2 separate regions of the Mus musculus genome follow, and region 1 is linked to region 2. The links are chromatin contacts, called in public promoter capture Hi-C maps. All regions are on one chromosome and are shown on one strand. Each heading gives the region's core, a stretch centred on a gene start, on an enhancer-like site or on the middle of the called end of the contact. The rest is flanking DNA. Distances are from core to core; before and after follow the strand shown.

Region 1 (3,374 bases), core at 582-3,081, 7.7 Mb after region 2:
ACCAGCGTGACTTGTATGCAGACCAAAGAGTCCTGCCACCAGGAGCTGTTTATTGGTGACACAATCTGGGAGAAGTGTTCCGTGTCTTGCAACTTTTTTTCTGAATTTCCTGAGCCTTCTCCACTCTCATCAGGAGGAAATGTTTCGGGGGAAATAGCTATACAAAAGCAAGGAGATTTTTGAAGAGGAGGGACACATGTGATAGGAAATTGGGGTGCTTACACCCTGGTGTTTCCCTGCTAGCTGTATTGCCTTGGCCACCTTGTTTTATTTCTCTATTTTCATATGTTTACAGGAAGAGTGGAGCGGGGCATGGGTCTGCATTCAAATCCTCCAGCAGGAGAATTGAGAGCTTGAGGCCAGTCTATATAACTGCTCAAACTCAGTAACAGAGAAAGGAAGAAAAAAATGGCAAGACAGATGAGGGGCACTCACCTTGCTGTGGCCCCAGTGGCCCAGGTTTTAAGCATTGTTAAAATCACAGCCAGCTGTTAAGACAATCCCTTCCTGCCCTGGCTACCTTAACGAGGACTGTCAGCATGGCCATTTTGAATCTTCTATAAAGTCTTTGAGGAAACCACACAGCTAATGGCTCAGCCAGGATTGTTTCTGTCCTCTCTCTCCTCCCCCAGTGGAGGGTGGAACTTCCCATAGTCCAGTAGCAGGAAGATGTGTTATCACTGATGCCAAAGGGACAATATTATGATTGGTGCAAACACAAGTCTTCATTTGCACGAGTTTGCTGTTTGCTGTGTTTGGTGCAAACACCCTTTGCTGGCTGTAAAGCAGAAAGTTTGGCTCACTTGGGTCAGCTGGGACAAACCTTACTATGCTACCCTCCACAATGTCACATTAGGTCCAGTAACAGGAAGACAGTGGCTAAGAGCCCGCCAACTAGGTCACTAGGAGAGTTCCTGGAAACGCTTCAAAGCTAAAGGCCCAGGTACCGCACTTTCTGGAGCTACAGTTCGTAATAAGTTACCAGGGCCGAGGAATTCCCACTCCTCTCTGATTTATACAAAACCCGCCGGCCTGCTGCTTAGGGCTGCCAAATGCGGAGGGATCAAAAGCTACCAAGCCCCAGCCCAGAGAGCTTATGCGTTGAGCAGGACACAGCCAGCTGGTTGGCAACACTGATACTTAGTGTTACTTTGTATTAATATTAAGTGTCCTTAATAGGGAAAGCCCGAGCTTGTGTTTATGTAGCAAGGCAACAGGACAACACTTCTGCTATATGTAACATCTCAAAGGGAATACCACATGGGGGGAGGGGGATGTCCAGGCTGAATAATGGAACTGAGATTATTCTGCTGCTCTAGTTAGCAAGAATTATGGAAAGGTGCATAACCTCAAACCCCACCATTTATTTAGCACCTAGACAGAATGTAAGCCTCCATCTTTCGATATAATTTTGGGTAAATCCTGCCTATTCTCTGCACGACTGTAATGGGCGTGGTCACGTGTCCCCCTCCCCTCCAGCAGAGGCCCGAGTTAGCCGCTCTCGGGTCACCTTGACTACGAGGCTAAGGACCCCGTGAGAAACGCTTCTCATTCGATCGCGGAGTCCTCCATGCCCACAGAGAGGTGCCCAGGGAGAAGCCTGGCGTGGCAAACAAAACTAAAGTAGAGCCGACCGTCGGAGGGTGTTGCATAAGCGTAGAAGAACAAAATGGAGAGCTCTGCGGGGGAAGACGTGAGTTTCCTGTCGCGCTCTTGCTACTGGCGACCGGAGGAGGCGTCGTCTGAAGCTTCATTTCAAGTGGGCGTTCTGCAAAGCCAGCCGCGGAGCGCGCGCGGCGAAAGCCTGCTTCCGGCTCCTTGCGCGTGCGCCCTGGCGGCCGGGAAGGCGGGAGGCCGGGGCGAGCCTGGAACCGGAAGTGAAGGCAGCTTCCCGCCTCCGTCCCCGTTGCTGCCGCCATACACGCTCGCAGTGCTTAGGTAAGCTTTGGCCCTGTGCACCATCCACCGCCATCTGCTTCTCCCGCGGCTCGCCCCGCCGCGCGGGTCCCTGATACCCGGTGCCGGGCCGGCGCCGTGGCCGCCGGCGCGCAGGCGGGCGTCCAGTTCTGTTGTCTTCACCCCTTTCTGAGAGCAGATCTTGGCGGGGAGCTGGGAGACAAGGGGGGAACGATCCAAAATGGTGGCCTCGGCCGCCATTGTGTCTCCGCGCTTCCTGGGTGTTCCAGTGGGTCCTCTGCCCACCCGGGGCCGCGGCGGCCGGAGGCGGCGCCAGGAGGAGGGCGGGGCCCCTCGCATCTCCCCTCCGGGCCTTTTCTTGCTCGCCCAGGGATGGGAAGATCTCGCTCCGGGGCCCGTCCAGCCCTTTGACCCCGCTTTCGCTGCCTTATTTGGAGCTCTCTGTGAATGGCTGCCTCTGTGCGTGGCCGATGGTGTCGCGCACTTCTGGGGAAGCTTTTCCGAGAGCACTGCAAGGCGTTCCTTTCTAAGGCCACCCGGCTCACACTCTTAATCCTGCATCGTTCTCAGCTGTGACCTTAATTCCTTAGTGCGACTTTTAAAATTAACTTTGGCAGCGCTGAGCCGAACCTTGCGGCCTCTCGCGTTACTAAGCAAGCACTGCCATTGAACTGCACACACCCATCTTTTTCAAAACAAAAAAATTTTTTTTTTCTTGAAATGGAGCCATTCATACACTTCCCACCCTCCGCCCCGCACCACCCTCCTTCCTGCTTCTGTTCCCCGGTCCAGGTGTGCGCCGCTGGGACGGCCACTCGGGGGTTTCTGAGCAAGAGAATAGCGGCAGCCACATGATGTTTGCATTTGGGAAGTGAGCGCTCTGCGCAGTGCTGACCCTTATCTATCACCCTTGACTGATGGCTGACGTTGGGGATCACCACCGTGAGGTGGCAGGAGAAAGCGCAGTCTCTGTCTTCCCTTGTCCTTTGTGTCTCAACCCTCGTGTGAGTCGTTAGTCACGCTCATTTTACTGCGGTCTCCCAGTTGGCTCCTGCCTGTCGAAGTGTGTGTTACAAAGTCTGGTTAGCGGTGGAGCCCACTCTGTCTCTCCCGTCTGGTGTTCCCGTTTCTTATGTCATGAGTCTCTTTGTTAACTCTTCTTTCGGGACAAAGGTTTCACAGTTTAGGGAAGAATAGGACGGGTGTAGGGATCGACGAGAAGTGACGAGTCCATTCGTGACTGATGAGTTTTTCCGGTTTTTTTGTTGTCCCCTCTCCCAGCTCTTCTGTCGGAAACTGGTGTCTTTCCCCTTGCTGTTCTTCAACCCCTCTCTTTGGCCCTTGCTTCCTCACCTGCTCTGGGACACCTAACTCAAGAGACCTCCCTTCTCCCCCTGCCGGCCCAATTATGGCAGAGAACGATGTGGACAATGAGCTCTTGGACTACGAAGACGACG
Region 2 (3,327 bases), core at 311-2,810:
GCAAGGGCCTAGTGGCCTAGGCTGCTGGCAATGACCTGTACCATGGGAGGATGTGGGCTGGCGTTGGTGGGAGTTGGCAGCTTGCTCAGCCACACCTCGCTACGAAGGTCCCCAGAGCTCGCAGCAACTTCGAGCCCCTCCAGCCAACTCGGCTCGCGGGGCACAAAGATGGAGGGCGCGGCGCGCTTCCACCCCGCCCCGCCCCCACGGCGGTTGCACACAAAGGGGCAGCCGCTCCTCCCCCAGACTGCCCCGGCGCCCTAGGCTCCCCTCCACCCGTTGGGAACGCCCCTCCATGACTTCCTCCTTCTCCAGGGGCACCCCTGGAACTGAGGGTCACCTGGACCTTGGTCCGGGACCCGCGGCCTGCCGTGGCCTCCCGCGCCTGACCGCTGCGCCCCACCCCCACCGAGCACGTGCTGCCCTGCGCCCAGGGCGCCATCCTACGGCCCGGGGGTGGGGGGTGGGGGGTAGCCGGGCCCGCCGCGCTCCCCACCCCCCACCGGAAACATTCCTGAGGCATTCCTGAAACTGGGAGGCCCGCCTCCCCAAGGCTCCCACCCCGCCTCCAGCCGGGCGCACGCTGGGCCCCCGCGTACCCTTCCACCGCCCGCGCGCCCCCCGAGGAGAGGGCTGACCGCGGAGGAAGGGGAACAGAGTTATGAGTCACAGTCGTGTGTCACTGGGCCCGAATTACGATTCCCTGCATCACGAGAGGTGTGGAAAGGCCGACTCGGGGAACCGAGGTGGGGAGGTGCGTCCAAGGGCCCGCGCCCGGCCTGCAGGGCGCGCCCCACCGCCCGCCATCTTCCCACTTAGGCTTCCTCCGGCCCAGCAACAAGTCTTTTGTTGACCCAGGCGCCCAGAGGCGGGAAACTCGAACCCCTGCCCTCAAGGGGCTTCCAGGCGCCCCTTGTCTTAAGTCGTAAGTCACGGGGGCGGGGAATCACACCAGAGGGACCTCGTGCTTCCTCAACACCAAGCAGCTGGCCACCCGTGGCTCCTCCCCGCGATGTCCCGGCGAGGCGGCCAATCGCTCGGCTCCTTTGAAGCCTGCACCTGGGTGGCGGCCGTTACTAGATTTAAACCGTTGGCGTTGGCCAAGTTTCACGTTTGGGTTTCACAAGACTTTGTTTTTTACGCGCCTGGAGGCCTCCGGAGACGCACACGCCGTCACCTGCTTGGTGGCAGAGGGGAATTAAGGAGAGGCCCTCGACATGGGCTGGGGGGGGGGGGCGGCGTCCGGGCCGCGAGAAGCTCCTTAGGGTACGCGTGGACGTCCGAGGGCACAGGCGTCAGCGCGCGCCTCCCCGCGAGGCCGGAGTCCACGGGGGGGCTCCTGTAGGTGTGTCCCCGGGTCCCCACTTAAACAGCAGGGCCGCCGTCACCGGTTCCTCCAACGCCAGGCTGCTCGGGAACTGTGAGAAACGAGGGCCGTCGGCGCGCGTGCCCGCGGAAACCGCGCGCACAGTGGCGAGCTACCCGCGCGCGGCGGCGGCAGCTGGCGGGCGGCCGCCCTTTTAAATCCCCGGGCTCATTTGCATGGCCCCGCCCCCCGGTGACACGGCTGGCGCGGGCGGGCCCGTCCCCCCTGCCCCTGGGTCGCTCTTTTTAAGCTCCCCTGAGCCGGGGCTGCGCTCCTCTAATTGGGACTCCGAGTCGGGGCTATTTCTGGTGTTGGCGCGGCTCCAAGAAGGCGTGAGTTCGCCGCCGCTCGGGTGGCTTCTTTTTTTCCTGTAGGTCTAGAATCTAATCACATTATTATTTATTGAGGCCGCGCACGGGCCGTGCCCAGCTTCCTGCCCCTCGCCATCCTCCAGGGGAGCGGGATCCGTCAGTGTTCCCTCGCCCCAGCTCGGATGTGACACACATCCCCGGCGGGGGCCCGGGCGGCGCGCACGCAGCGGTCTCAGCGCCTCTGCCCTCTCCCGGTTTCAGATCCGCATTTGCGACCGGCGGCGGTGGCGGCAGAGCCCAGGCCGGTGCCCTGAGCCCAGCCACGCCGCACCCGGCAGCCCCGAGCGCGCCCCGCCGGCGGCCTGCGGAGCTCGCGGTGAGTGTCCGCGGCGCGCCCGGGGGGCCTGCGGCGCGCGCTGCCCGCTTTATTCCCAGGCCCCGGGCTTGCGCGGGCCGCGGGAAAGGGGAGGCCGCACTGTGCTCGCAGGCGGCGGGGCCGGGGTGGGTGTCCGCGGGGCGCCGCGTCCTCCGGTCCCCAGGTTGAGGGTGCCCGGGTTGCGACCGTGGGGTGCGGAGACCCCGGGGAACGGCGCGCGGAGGGGGAGGGGGCGCGCGACTGCGACGAGCGCCGCTTGTGCACCCAGCGGCGCCCGTGCACCTCGCGCTCGGCGAGCCCGGCCTCAGGGAGGGGCGCGCGCTGCGCAGCGGCGGGAGGTGGGCGCGCGCCCCCCTCAGCCAGGGAAGTTCTAGAAGTGCGGGGGAGGGGCCCGGCGACCCGAGATTCCTCTCTGGCCTCTCCTCCGCCTTTCCCAGAGTAGTACTGTGCGTGGACGAGGCCGGATCGCGAGGGCCTGGGTTTCGGGGTTTCACCCCCCACCCCCACACACACCTTTGGCCCTGCCCCGCGCCTCTTCAACCTCCAGGGCCAGGCCTGCCCTCCGCCCCCACAAACTGGTTCCTCTGCTTTGCTGGGTTCTGTTAGAACTAGTCCCTTCGACTCCCCGTTTCTGCCCCCCCCCCCGCTTTGGTTTTCATGGAGAGAGGAAGGGGTTTTTTTCTTCCTGCGACTCGCACCAGGTTTCCTGCCCCCAAGGCGGGCTTGGGTGCCCCCTCTGGCAGGAAGTGGGGCCGGGCGCACCCGCGTGGCGGTGCATGTGGTCGGGGTGCGCCGTTTCCCGCGCCTAAAGGGCTCTGCGCCCCTCCCCCTCGTCCTAGCTCCTAGAAGCGCCGGCCTACAACCACCAGGCTGGGACGCCAGCGAAGGCATCCTCATTCTGGAGTAGAGGGCGCCTGGGTCTTAACCTGCTTCTCAGTAAACAAAGTGGCGGTCTGTAAGCATTCCGCAAGAACCTCCATTTTACCAAGTTGCTGTGTGACCTTGGGCTATTGAGGGGTCTTCTCTCTATATTTAAAGGGGGACCCTTTAAGACCCTTAACAATAGGCCTGCCGGGATGTTACTCCTCTGGTAGTTCTTGCATAGTTACTGAAACGTTGAGGAGCCACAGCGTGTGCACCCGTGTGAGAGACAGGCTGGAGGCCCAAGAGAGACACATGGGGCTTGGACTCCTAAATGTGACTTGGCCATGCCAGACCTCCCTGATGCTCAGAAACAGGTGGAAGAGGTGAGGTTTTCCTTGGCCTCGCTGGAC

Evidence for each region. Promoter capture Hi-C pulls out the DNA fragments that hold promoters and counts their contacts.
Region 1: a promoter capture Hi-C map of pre-B cells shows a contact between it and region 2, with 3 times the contacts expected there. The contact joins the promoter of Ddx39b here to the promoter of Hmga1 in region 2. A contact is called at or near these places in 2 of 39 promoter capture datasets (cranial neural crest and pre-B cells).

Annotation. Positions count from the first base shown.
Region 1 is chr17:35,239,915-35,243,288 of GRCm38.p6, forward strand. Ddx39b (DEAD box helicase 39b) reads left to right here and starts at 1,832. Exons shown (of 11, transcript NM_019693.3): 1 at 1,832-1,938; 2 at 3,199-3,374. The coding sequence starts at 3,326. It overlaps LOC115488830 (a small nucleolar RNA gene), which reads left to right and starts at 2,764; the gene lies at 2,764-2,840.
Region 2 is chr17:27,555,014-27,558,340 of GRCm38.p6, forward strand. Hmga1 (high mobility group AT-hook 1) reads left to right here and starts at 1,561. Exons shown (of 5, transcript NM_001025427.3): 1 at 1,561-1,698.